Regions from separate parts of the Culex quinquefasciatus genome. Here region 2 is linked to region 1. Evidence: chromatin contacts called from public Hi-C data. All regions are on one chromosome and are shown on one strand. The core of a region is the stretch at or near the end of the contact, and the rest is flanking DNA. Distances in the headings are between cores, read along the strand shown. Region 1 holds the start of LOC6034245 (ATM interactor). Region 2 holds the start of LOC6034249 (alpha-tocopherol transfer protein-like).

Evidence for each region. Hi-C and Micro-C count contacts between places; a contact is called where the count stands out from the background.
Region 2: a Hi-C map of whole body shows a contact between it and region 1, with 4 times the contacts expected there. The contact joins the promoter of LOC6034249 here to the promoter of LOC6034245 in region 1. A contact is called at or near these places in 2 of 2 Hi-C or Micro-C datasets (both in whole body).

Annotation. Positions count from the first base shown.
Region 1 is chr2:88,832,612-88,838,869 of VPISU_Cqui_1.0_pri_paternal, reverse strand. It overlaps LOC6034245 (ATM interactor), which reads right to left and starts at 3,053. Exons shown (of 2, transcript XM_001844539.2): 1 at 2,652-3,053; 2 at 1,560-2,581. The coding sequence starts at 2,954. The coding sequence ends at 1,898. It overlaps LOC119767407, which reads left to right and starts at 3,289. Exons shown (of 3, transcript XM_038255935.1): 1 at 3,289-3,307; 2 at 3,370-4,296; 3 at 4,354-5,126. The coding sequence starts at 3,376. The coding sequence ends at 5,052.
Region 2 is chr2:88,978,457-88,984,714 of VPISU_Cqui_1.0_pri_paternal, reverse strand. It overlaps LOC6034249 (alpha-tocopherol transfer protein-like), which reads right to left and starts at 3,676. Exons shown (of 5, transcript XM_038257519.1): 1 at 3,296-3,676; 2 at 3,126-3,225; 3 at 2,797-3,061; 4 at 2,384-2,742; 5 at 2,184-2,326. The coding sequence starts at 3,204. The coding sequence ends at 2,205. LOC6034250 (protein angel) reads right to left here and starts at 198. Exons shown (of 2, transcript XM_038256710.1): 1 at 1-198. The coding sequence starts at 116.

The sequences.
Region 1 (6,258 bases), core at 1,804-4,303:
TGGTTATATGGCTGACCATATATGTTTTAAAAGTTGTTTTGGCTGAGTGCATTTAAAATTGAAAGGCGGAGCGCCAGCTCCTGTTACGTCCAATCAAGCTCATATTTTGGATTTAGGCTTAGTATGCCCACCGGAACAAACCCTTGAATGCCCGCCAAAAAGTCATTTTTGTTACACTCTAGTATACCGCTTTACCGTTGTTTTTGAAAATGTAGGCACGCTCTTCAAAAAGGCGTGATTTCTTTTTCTCAATTTTGAATAGCAGAAACACCTTAATTAATTTCAAATTGCTCTCTATGATGAAATTATTGCTATTTTCTATTACGTTTTGACAAAATTGATGGTTTTCATGCTTTTTTGTGGAAATAGGAATTGATCGAAATTGCAAAATTTTGAATGTTGATTTTCCCAAAACGGCAGGATTGTAGGTTTCGCCCTTTTGAAATGTTGTTACTGAAATATTTGCAACGGCCTAACTGCCGTTCTACGCATAATTGTCCCTTGAACATGGTGCAACTGAGAAAAACGCGATTGAAATTTTTCGACCGATTTCTGTGTTTCTACGCATAATTGTCTCGTGGGTTTCTATTCGCCTTATGTGTCCCTAATCGCCCCAGTTATCAGTTTATCACCTTTATTTGTGATTATCTTGCTATACAACATGTAAACAAGACATAATTCTTAGTAAAACTAATGATTCCGTGTAAGAAAATACTTGGTGGGACAATTATGCGTAGAAGTATAACGATGGGACAAACAGACTTGGTGTTGTTTTTAATGAGTTTCCAAACAAAGTACCAGATTTTATGTGTTTTTCTCAAAGTACACATCAAACTAAACTTAAAAATGTCATAAAGTCAAAATCGTCCAAAACTGACATGGGACAATTATGCGTAGAACGGCAGCTAAACTCTCTGAAATTTTAAAATTCAGAAATCTTAACATTTTCCAATTTTAATTTAAAAATTAATTAAAAAAATATAATGAAACACAGACAAAGCACACAAAAAAAAATCGAAAATCAAAAATAAAAAAAATCAATAATCTGAAATTAAAAAATCACGAGATTCTAAAATTTAAAAATTGTTTATTCTAAATATTCTAAAAATCTGAATTTTAAAAATTCAAAGACTCAAAACTTAAAAAAAATCCAAATTCAAAAGTTTAAAATAGTCGAAAATTTTAAATTTTAGAGCATCAAAATTTAAATATTTAGCAATGTTGCATTTGATTTTTTATAATTATAATTTCAAATGAAAAAATAGATTTTTTTTATAAATTCAAAAATCAAGGAATATGTTTTTGACCTAATGACTTTAAAAATGTCTGATTTGCATTTGAGAATTAAATTTTATCAAAAAATTTAGAATTAAATAATTTAAGTACTTAAGAATTATAGTGTTTCAGAATTTGAATTTTTCAACAGATTGAAAAATCAGTTTTTTTTCTGGATCCAAACGATGGAGCGGGATGAGCTGCTTGTTTATATTCATGTGCACGGCAGGGACAATATATATTGTTTATAGCTGAAATAAAACAAAGCATATCCTAAAGGGTGCTTCTGGATTTTGATGTGCTTTATTTATGCTAAGATACATTTATCTCGTGAAAAAAATTGTAATATTTAATGCTATGACGAGATTAAACAGTTAAACACAATGATCGAGTTTGAAAGATTAGTGCGTTGTAAAAACTATGTGAATCAAATTCTTTTATGATATTTTTCTATGCTGAATCTTCTCTCAATATTGGCTTCTAGCTACAAACTTATTTCAAAGACATTATTTACACTAGCTGTAACAATAATCATTTTGAGAACAACATCCCGACTTGACTTCACCCTCCCACTCAGCAGCGGCTAGAAATCGATCCGGAAATCCGCCGCGTCGGTACAATATCATGTTTGCGTGTGCGTCGAGCTGCACTCCAGCGGCCCTCCGTCCCAGTTGGTCTGCGTTTCGATCGTGGCCAGGCCCAGGTCCGAAATGATATCGTCGCACGTTTGCGTGTACATGTGCGAGTACAGCATCGGATCCGTCCGATCCTCGTTCGGGAACATGCTGTCGTAGATGAGATCGGTCTGGGTTTCCGTACAAACCACCAGCGGCGTGGGGAAGGTCGTTCCGGTGTCTTCGAGTTCGAGGTCCAGCAATTGCTGCAGGTTTGTTTGGCAACCGTTGTCCACCGTTGAAGCGTTCAGGGTTTTGATGGTTTGGGTTGCGGTTTCGTTCCGGTTGGCCACTTCCGGTGCGTTGTACTCCGTTTGAGTGGTTTGGGATGTTCTGGTATAGTTGGTTGGGAGATTCGTTTGAATTTGGATCGTGACGTGGGTTTCCATCTTTGGTGCTTTGCGTTTTTTGTCCAAACTCTTTTCGGCTTTTCTCTTGTTTGATTTCTTTGCCAGCAGTGCCTCATAGCCGTGGTTCTTCCGTTTTGCGTGGGTCAGCAGGGCTTCCCTGGTTCCGTACGATAAGTTACAAACTTCACAGCAGAATGATTGTCCACAGTTGGCTTCGTGAGCTCGAAGCAAGGCTTCAGTTGCGAACGCCTTCTGCCCGTTACATGAGCTGCATACAAAGTTCTAAAAACAAGAATTATTTTTTATTATTAATTATACAAAATCTTTGAAATTATTCAAAAAAAATCCAAACCTTCTCCGAATGCACCTTCAAAAAGTGCTGCTTCAAGCTGCGAAACGTCCCGAAGAACTTCTCCCCACTAGCCCTTTCGTGGTAGCAGCACGAAAACTCCGGACAGTGATAGACGACGGTGTCCTTCCGGGGAGGCTCCTCGACGGACGACGGAGCCTTCAACCCGTGGCGCCTCGCCTGGTGCAGCTGCAGATGGGATCCGTTGTAGAACTGCTCGCTGCAGTCGCCGACGCCGCACAGGTACAGCTTACGGGCGAGAATTTGCTCCGGCGGAAGCGTGATCCGGTACACCTGGGTGGCCATGGCCGAGGAGGGAGCCGAAAGTTGGGACTTTTACGTTCGCTGTCGGAGTTGAATACGATTGCGAAAAATCGAAGGAGTACGATGTGTTGTGACGTTTTGTTTTGTTTGTTTTGCTACTGGTACACGTTAAGCTGAAACTGTTTCAAACCAAGTTAGTTATTAACCAATTTTGGAATTAACACAAACCTGATTGATTGAAATTAACGTGCTTTGTTTTAACCAAAACCCGGGCCCAAAACGGGTAAGAGATGACAAACGTGTACTGCATTCTTTGCAAACTTCTTTTGTTGAGCTGAATCATTTGGGTTGGTCGATTTAAACAGAACTTTTAAAGAAACTTTCGATTTATTTCGGTAAAAATGTGTAATTAGAACTGTATGATGTTCTTAACCTAGGATTAATTCACTATCCACAGCAAACGATGAATCCCTCAACAAACACTCAAGTCTCCTGCAACGGACCCTGCCGCAAGCGGTTCCCTCCCGCTGCCGTAAACATGGACCAGGCAACGGCCAACGTTCTGCTTTCAACCTGCCGAACTCCCGGGCTGCAGTGGCTCTGTCCCGAGTGTCACCACTCGGTCAACCTGCAACTATCAACCGCCAATCGCGACGGAACCGATCTTCCGCCGGAACTTTGGATTGAAATCTTCCGCAACTTGAACAAACGAGCAATGCTACGGGTACGGTCGACCTGTCGCCGCTGGCGGGACATCGTCGATCAGAACCAGTCGTTGCGGAAGGAGTTCGGCATAAGGTTTTTGTTCAAGACGACCTTGGACGAGCAATTTTCGCCGGAGAACCTGTTTCCGGCATCGTGTGCAACGCTGTTCAGGGCAACAATAGTCACCGTCGATGCCTGGTGGCCTCCGTTTGGCGCCGGATTGACCGAACTGTTCTTGGGCAACTGTGAGGTTGCACTTCCGGTTCTGCTGGGGATGCTGAAGGAGACACCGAATCTTACGAAATTAACTCTGGGGAGCATCAACTACACTACCGCTGAAGAGGTCGAAGTGGACTTTCGGCTGGAGAAGTTGGACGATCTTGCCTCTGATTGGGTGTTTGAAGTATTTCGGAACATGGCGCCACGACTGCGGAGATTGAAGCTCTCATCCGAGCTGAAAGGAGAGCAAGAAGCAAAAGCGTGCCGTCTGTTGGAGGCGGTTCAAGGAACGTTGAAGGAGTTAGAAGGCAACTTGACACCGTTTATGCTGAAAAAGATTGCCGGTATGGATCGACTTGAGTTGAAAAGTGTAGTTCATCGTGGGGAGGCCGATTTGGCAGTGCAGCTGAGCCGAATGAAGCTTTCGATTGAAGAACTCGACATTATTGCGGATAACGAGGTAAATCCGATAAAGCAAGCTGTAAATAAGTGTATTTATAAACTATTTAACTTGCAGGATCTGTGCAAAATCGGACGAAACCTCGCCAAACTGAGGAAAGCTCGGTTTGCCCTGGAAGATTCTGGAACAGTGGTGCCCTCGTTCTTGGATGAAATGCCCCTGCTTAAGGTGCTTCACCTAGAAGGGATTGGCGCATATTTAAATTTAAACCTTCTGAAAAGTGCACATTTAATTAGCTTGCATCTAAATCAATTTAACTTCACTGGTGATTGCTTGCAACGCTATTTGACAAACTGTCCCAATCTCCAGGTGCTAGCCATCAGCAACTGTGCGCTGGACAGTTGGTCCGATATTTTTACTGCACGATTTAATTCGCTGCGCTGTTTGAGACTGTGTAGTAATTGGGTGGAGAAAGACATTATGAGCGTTCCGGAGAAATTGATTCATTTAACGGAACTTTTTATATCAGACCTTAAAATGACCAAAGCTGAGCTGCTCGTCAAGTTGCTGCGCAAGTGTCCTCAGCTAGCGAAGCTTACGATCGGCTCGATGGAAACAATCAACGACGAATTTGTCGGCAAGTTGAGCCGATTCCCACACCTGAGGGAGCTGCATATTTACGGCTGTCCTTTGACGGACAAGTCCGTGAAATTGGTCGTCGACTCCGGATCCCATCTGCGGGTTCAACTCGATTGTAACAACATTTCCGACGCGGCCATTGATTTGCTGAGTTATGTGATGCGATCTCGAGAATAGAATAATTTTTTTGCAATCTGTCATAACATGGTGTTAATTCAAATCCAAATAAATAAATAAACTCCGCGACTATTCTCCGACCTGCCCGGTTGTTAAGCATGCCATGCCAACTGAACCGAAAAACGCATTTAAAACGAAAATTTTCAAGCAACCGAAGGCATTTTTCGTTTTAGTTTGGCATCCAAACAACACTAGGTAAGAGGCCGTTTCTTCAACTACAACATCATCAACGTGCACTGCCCGTCTTGGCTACGACAGCTTCGAAAGAGTATTGGACGTGTTTGTGACGTGCGCGCTAAAGGCAACGTTGCGTGCCTCGAGTTGAGGTGACGGATGATTTTCAACTCATCCCCGGAAATCGGGAGCGGGAGAAGTCCCCTGAGGTCACCGGAGCTGTCGTCGGAGGAGCAAAAAGTGGAGCAGAATCTGCTCAACAACAACAAGTTCAGCCCCATGGTGTCGATTTCTGGAAAAGTCAGGGAAAACCTGGAATTATCAGGGAATTTTATTTGACCTGGAAAAGTCAGGGAAAGTCAGGGAATTTTATGCTGGGTCAGGGAATTTCGATGATCTTAAAAATATTACTACAAAATTTCATTTCTTTTAAAAAATTCGCCCTTGATGATGTAATTGAATGTCTTCCAGGCCAAACTTTGCAACATTGATAATATTTAATTTTTAAATTGGTTAGTCCGGAAGGAACGCAGAACTCCATATAAAAAATGCTTAAGAAAATGGTCACGATGAAAAGCACGTAGCTTGTTTGCAATGTTTAGGTTTAAAAATCAAATAATTTGGATTTGATTTGGATTTCCGTTCAACTGAAAAATACAAATTACTAGCGCACACAGGGTAGGGCAATATGAGGCAGTTGCCCCACCATCCTCAGAGATTTGTTCTAAAATTGGTTGTTTGCTTAGCATGCTTAGGGACCATAGAGAAAATCATACATTTTGTCAGAAAAATTTAATGATTTAAAATTATAAGGCTAAAAAATTTTCCAAAATTTCACTTAAGTATTCGAAATCTAAATTCTTATTTTTCTCAAAATTAAACTGGACTATGATTTAAAAATGATCCAAAGTAGTCTAAATTTGTGTAATCTAAAATGTAAGCAAAATAGTGATGGTGAAATAAAATTAAAGATCAAAGAATTAAATTCAAGAATTAAAGAAATAAAACAAAAAATTATGGAAAAAACAGGGT
Region 2 (6,258 bases), core at 2,427-4,926, 150 kb before region 1:
GACATTCGTCGGAACGAACCCCTCCGCGACGAACCGAGAACCGACGGTAGAATCGAAGAGAGCGAACGGTGCTGCTGGCAGAGCCGTTTCATCAACCTGAAACGTTGGAGATCCATTAGTTAAGCCTGTCTGCACCGATTTAAGCTCAAACAAAAGGAGGAAAAACTATCATCCAAAACTTATGTAACTGACCTTAAAATGTTCTTGAAAAAAATCTCAGGGATTTTCCCTTCTTTTTAATTTTTTATTTCAAAATATAGTTATCTATAAAAAAAACCTTTTATTGTCGCCGCGGCACTAAACCGAATTGTGCAAGTTTAACTCTCGCGACAATTTTCTGTCGCGAAAAATCTGTCAGGCAAGTTTAGGTGATTTTGAATCAGTGTGTTTGCTTTTTTTGTTTTGACCTTGCTTGGATTGTTGAAAAAATTGCGAAAAAAGTGTGCCATGGCATGACAGCCACATTTTTTGTCTAATGTTGGCGCTACTGCGCGATTTTGACATATCGGATGTTCAACATTCGAACGCCATCTTCGCTTAAAAAACCCGGATATTTAAAAAAAATCATTAAAATTTGATTTATTTTTCTTTAAAATTTTAAATTTAAGATGGTACCGTCATCTGGGGCGAAACGGGATAGCTGTTTTAGCTGTACAATGTTTGGACATTTTTTATTAGTTTTGGATAGAACAGACACAGAACTACATATCCAGGTTTTTAAGCGAAGATGGCGTTCGAATGTTGAACGTCCGAAATGTCAAAATCGCGCACTAGCACCAACATTAGAAAAAAATACGGCTGTCATGCCATGGCACACTTTTTTCGTAACGTTGGTACCACTGCGTGATTTTTACATTTCGGGCGTTCACCATTCGAACGCCATTTTCGCTTAAAAAGCTGGATAGCGCTTCGTTTTCCACATTTCAAGCTTGTAGTCCCTATTCACCCCAGTTGTTGGTTTATAAAAAAATAGAATGGAAGAGATTCTTAAAATATACTTTAAAAATGCTTTGATTCAATCTTAGTATAACAAATTTATTGAAAAATAAAACAACCTTAACCTGATAAAAAGTTGTAAACTAACAGGCTCTCGTCACAAATAAACAATCAATTACAAAAGGAGAATCTAGTCTTGGATATCCATATCTTTATGATTGGGTGATTGGAGGCGGGTTTTATTCTAAAATGTCAGCATTTCCCCTATTTCTGCCTGTTCAGTTCGGTCCATTAGCGAATATTTTAAACTGTCTATTGTAAGACATTGTTGAATCAACATATCGTTTGTTTTATTGTTATCCAGTAAGAAAGGATGGTCAAATTTTCTATTTGTTTTGTTCGTCGGCTTAAGGTCAAGGTCAAATTTCAAACCCATGTTTAAAAATTTTTAAGTAAAAACTATTCAAAAATGCTTTACACATTATTACAGTTATGTACCAAAATATTGTAAATTACCAATGAATTACCGAAAAAAAAGTTTCCTTATGTATAAAACTTCTTCTTCTTCTTATTCCCACAGAAACTTGGCGTAAATAGATTTTAACCAATTTTAGCAATCTAAAAAAATAATATTAATATTGCTGAAAAAGAAAATAATAACTTACGCAAATTTCGGGGGGAAACAACTAGAGAATGTACCTATTGCATTTCTAGCAATGGAATCGTGAAATTAGTGAGAAGGAAATTCTTTGATTATTTAGAATATCACCGCATTTCACGGGATTTTTAAATTGCAAGGCCCAGACCAACATTTCACGGATTTGCGGCTTCCACGAAATTTCGGAAAAAAACACTAACACTGATTTTTGGAAATCCGCCTCCTTCCTCCCATGATGATTGTACACTCAACCCCCGGTGGTTGGTCACTTTTTCGTTTGACACTTTTTTAGTTTGTACCCCGTTGGTTGGTCAAAGTCAAACTAAAAAGTGACGAACTGTCACTTTTTACACGGCGCTCACACACACGATCAAAACAAACGTTTGAAAGTGTGTGTGTACTCCGTGTAAAAGGGGTGTCAAACTAAAAAGTGACCCCGTTCGTTTGACAACAGTTGTTGTCAAACCATCGGGGTTTGAGTGTACTAAATCTTCAGACATGATTACAAAAAATAAAATATGAAATTATTGACTTTTTTTTATTTATCTATTTTTTTTATTTTGCCGCCACAACCAGTACTGATTTCCTCCATATTTGTTCAGAAAATGTCCTATCTTCGGAACATACTAAACCATCCACGTTGCTCAGGACGTTTGCTATCATCCACAAGATTTTCCTGATCGTAACGAATGAAGTGGTCTCGATTGGATAGTAATTTAGCGTAGAAGTTATCTGAAAATAAAAAAGATATTTAAAAATGAATGTGTTTAAAACTATTTTCCAACTAACCCCTCAACTCCTTAAACGTGCCCGCATTTCCCCCGTACTCGGCTGGCAGACATTCCTGCGGCACGAACGGAAACAGCGACTCCTTGTGCTGATGCAGGTGGACCAGCTCGTACAGTTCCCGCTTCATCATGGGCTTCATTAGCTTCATGAGTGTGTCCACAAACGGTACAACGTTGACCATGTGACTGCCTTTCAGCCGAATTGGGGCCGCTTCCTGGATGAAGGCCATGTGGTTTTTCGACATAAACAGTTCCATTCGTCTCATGTGGCCCAAACTCATGCCCGTCATGTCGTTGATGATCACGTGACCGGCGGCCATCCCGTGTTCCTCGAGAACTTGTTGCATACAAATGTGGGAACTGTGAAAAAGGTTTAAAGTATAATAAGTCAAAACTAAACTTAGGAAAACCGACAATCTCAGCAGATTCCTCTGGGAAAAGTGGGTCGGATCGGTGTCCGATAGGCGGAATAGGACCACCTTGTAGCCCTCCGGAGTGGTCTGGGGAAGGGGAATAAAGTCGGCGAAGGACATCGCGTTTTGAAACTCGTCACACAGTAGATCCGGGTTGCTGAAAAGGTCCCTGAATCGGGTCCGCATCGTGTAGTAGTTTTCGATGGTGATTTTGGTTTTCTCCTCATCGTAATAGTTGCAGTGCAGGAATCTGTGCACGGTCGTGTCTGGACAGGATGAGAGATTTGTTTAATTTCAATAGTAGAGTATGTTAAGTTTCACAGAGCTTACCACTTATTGTTGGAAGATGATGCTGGGTTGTTAGCCAGGTTTTTATTGTTTCAATGTGCTCTTTCTCTTCTGTGTTCATTTCAAATAAACGTTAGAACTCCCTAAACAAAATATTTAAAAATAACTTCAAATACTTAGAAACAAAGTAAAACTAGATTTATCATACATACCAACAATCTGTTGTCGCTGGAAACAACAACCCTCTGCGATAATTATTAATCTTGAACCGAATAATCAGCAGTATACTCCCCGACACAACACTCACTTACAACCACTTCACTTTTATACGCTTCAATCAAGCACCTGATACCGAATGTGTTTGAGCCAAGTTGATCATTCAAAATTCCACGACTTATTCACCACTAAAACGCGCAATTGTTTGATATGCTAACTTAACAATTGCTACCAATTGTAAACCTTTGATCGAATCTTATACTAACAAATAAATTTGACAAAATTTCTAGGAACGAAACTTGTCCGTCCAGTTCACGCAAAGATTGGCCACAAACTGACCTTTTAACAAACACAGAGACAGCGAGAGCCGGAGATGACCATCCACTTGTACGTAGCACATCTCTGTTTACATTCGCGTGTCGATGGCGAAAATTATTTGTTCAATAATGACAAAACATAAATTTGTATCCGATTCATCATGCTTTGGAAATCACGCACAATAATCTTATTACTCACGTTGTGTATAAATAGCTAAAACAAGTTTTTTACATGCCTATTTTTAAAATCTTGCTTTACATTTTAGGTTTGATATTTGGGATTTTTTATGCTGATTTTTTTCTTAAAAAAAGTTTTACAACATTGTAATCGGAATAAAAGTCGCCGCTTGTCCTATTTAATTTTGATAACCATTTATTCTCTCAACGCTATCGAGTATACAAAGAACGATGACGTTTTCAACGATTTCATCCTAATTAACCCTTGATCTCTGATAACTAAGAGTTATTGTGGCATGTTTTTCTTCATTTTCAATCGAATTACATCTAGTCAAGGCACAAAAGCCGATAATAGCGATATTAGAGGCATCACGTGTAAAGTTCAGTTTTTGATGGATCTCGCCTTAATCGATCTAAATCTGTCGGTTGTATTCACCGATTCTCTAACCCTTAACTTTTCCCATGAAAATTTGACATTTTCAAATGAAGATGACTCGAGTTTAAAATACCCCTGATATTTGTTCAGTCTAAATTGACTTGTCAAAACAAAAGTTTGTTTTTGTTTTTGAGCTCTAAAAGTGCTCGGAACATCACTTTCTCTAAAACTTAACCCTGAAACTGATTTTTGAAGGTTTGCTCAGATGCTTTTTCTCAATTTTGTCATAGAAGGCGTAGATTGCGAGATAAAATTTTGGTGTCTTCGAAAAAGTTGCTAATTGGGTACTAAAGCCCTATGCCAATTTTTATGTACAACGGTAAAAAACACGATTAAAAACCTTTTCTGATCACTTTTTTTCATTTTCATGCAAAAAAAAATATTGAAAAGACAACATTTTTTCGATGGATCAACTATGGTCCCCTTGGAACGAGCTGTCAAGTAGGAGCTTTTCTGTCAAGAAGGACCGCGAGGTTAATTTTTCAAAATTGATTTAAAAATCCATTTTAAACTCTTTGTGGTCGTACAAAGGGTCATTGTACTCAGAAAAATAAGCTTTATCGCTGTAAACAATAATATCAGCAATCTAAGCTTCATTTTAGGACCCAATTGGCAAGCCCAACAACTAAAAAGAAACTAAAAAAACTCAAAACTATTCCTGAAAGTTAGATTTATAAAACCACCCTAATAGTGAACCACCCTAATTTTCAATCAAACCAAAAATTGCCCCTTTCCATTTCGACGGTAACATTTCAAAAGGCATCATGTACATTTTGACACTGTCTGGGTTATTGCATATTCTGAAAGTACTCCTAATAAGCTACCTCTCCACCAAAAATGAGCAAAAGTTACTTCAGTAAAGTCTGTTTAATCACGATTTTAAATAAAGTAACATAAACAACATCTCTGCCATCAGCAGTCCCTGTTTATATAGCCCTGTCAACCTGTCAAACAAAAGACTACATGAACCTCGTGACGGAAAAAAAGCTACATGAACAAAGCGCCATGTACATTCGGCGAAGAAAAACGAATCATAACAAAGCGTCCCCCTCAATGACAGCAGGGTGATATAGACGTTGGTGATTTCAAAAGAAGTTATGTTTGTTTTCTCAAATAAAATTACGGAAATAACGTTTTATTGAATTTGGATGATCAAGTATCAATAAAAGCAACGTTTTTCATCGTTTGTTATCATTAGAACATCTTATTTTGCTTTTATATTAAAATGGGAATTGAAAATGGATGCTCAACATTCAAATTCGTTTTTCTCAAAACGCATGGTTTGTACATGATGCTTTTTGAAATGTTGGCGTCGATTTGCAACAACAATTCTGGAGTTTTTTTTTTTAAAGGTCCAATAAACCAAATTTTCAGTTTTTGATTTTTGGGTGTTTTTTAATACCCCTGACTCAAGGCGGTTTCAAAAACACCCAAAAAGCAAAAACTGGAAATTTGGTTTATTGGACATTTCTAATCTAATCTAATCAGACCCTAGCGCAGCCAATCTTTCTAAGGGATCCTGGAAAGTGCCTTAGGTTAGATGACGCCTAGCACTCTTCTTGTCATTTATTAACATTTGTAGTGCGCCATTGCATCGGAATGCATTGAAACATCACAAGCGTTAAAGCGGCCAGACCTACTGCGTAAAACCGTATCGCAGAGATGACTCGTAATTGGGTTGAGTTTGAGCACTGAGTGTTCGAACAACAACACAATTCTGAATCGACAGGGGAGGAAGAAGCGTGGGGACACACCACCATACGCCCCGTGATTTGGTTGTATTCGTTGGGAGCACCATGCTAAGAAGGTTTGGTACTCCGGGACCCTCTGGGATGGGACATTGTATTTCCACGAATGCCCTGGACACTATTTGCCGTGGTTATAGCGCCACAACTCGCTCTCTGTAACAGTATTCCTAATTCCAGTCGACGCTCACCAAGTCGTCATGGCCTAGTGGTTAGCATTTTTGCTTACCAATCCAAAGGACGGGGGATCGAACCCCGACTTTGATTTTTCGTTCATATTCATC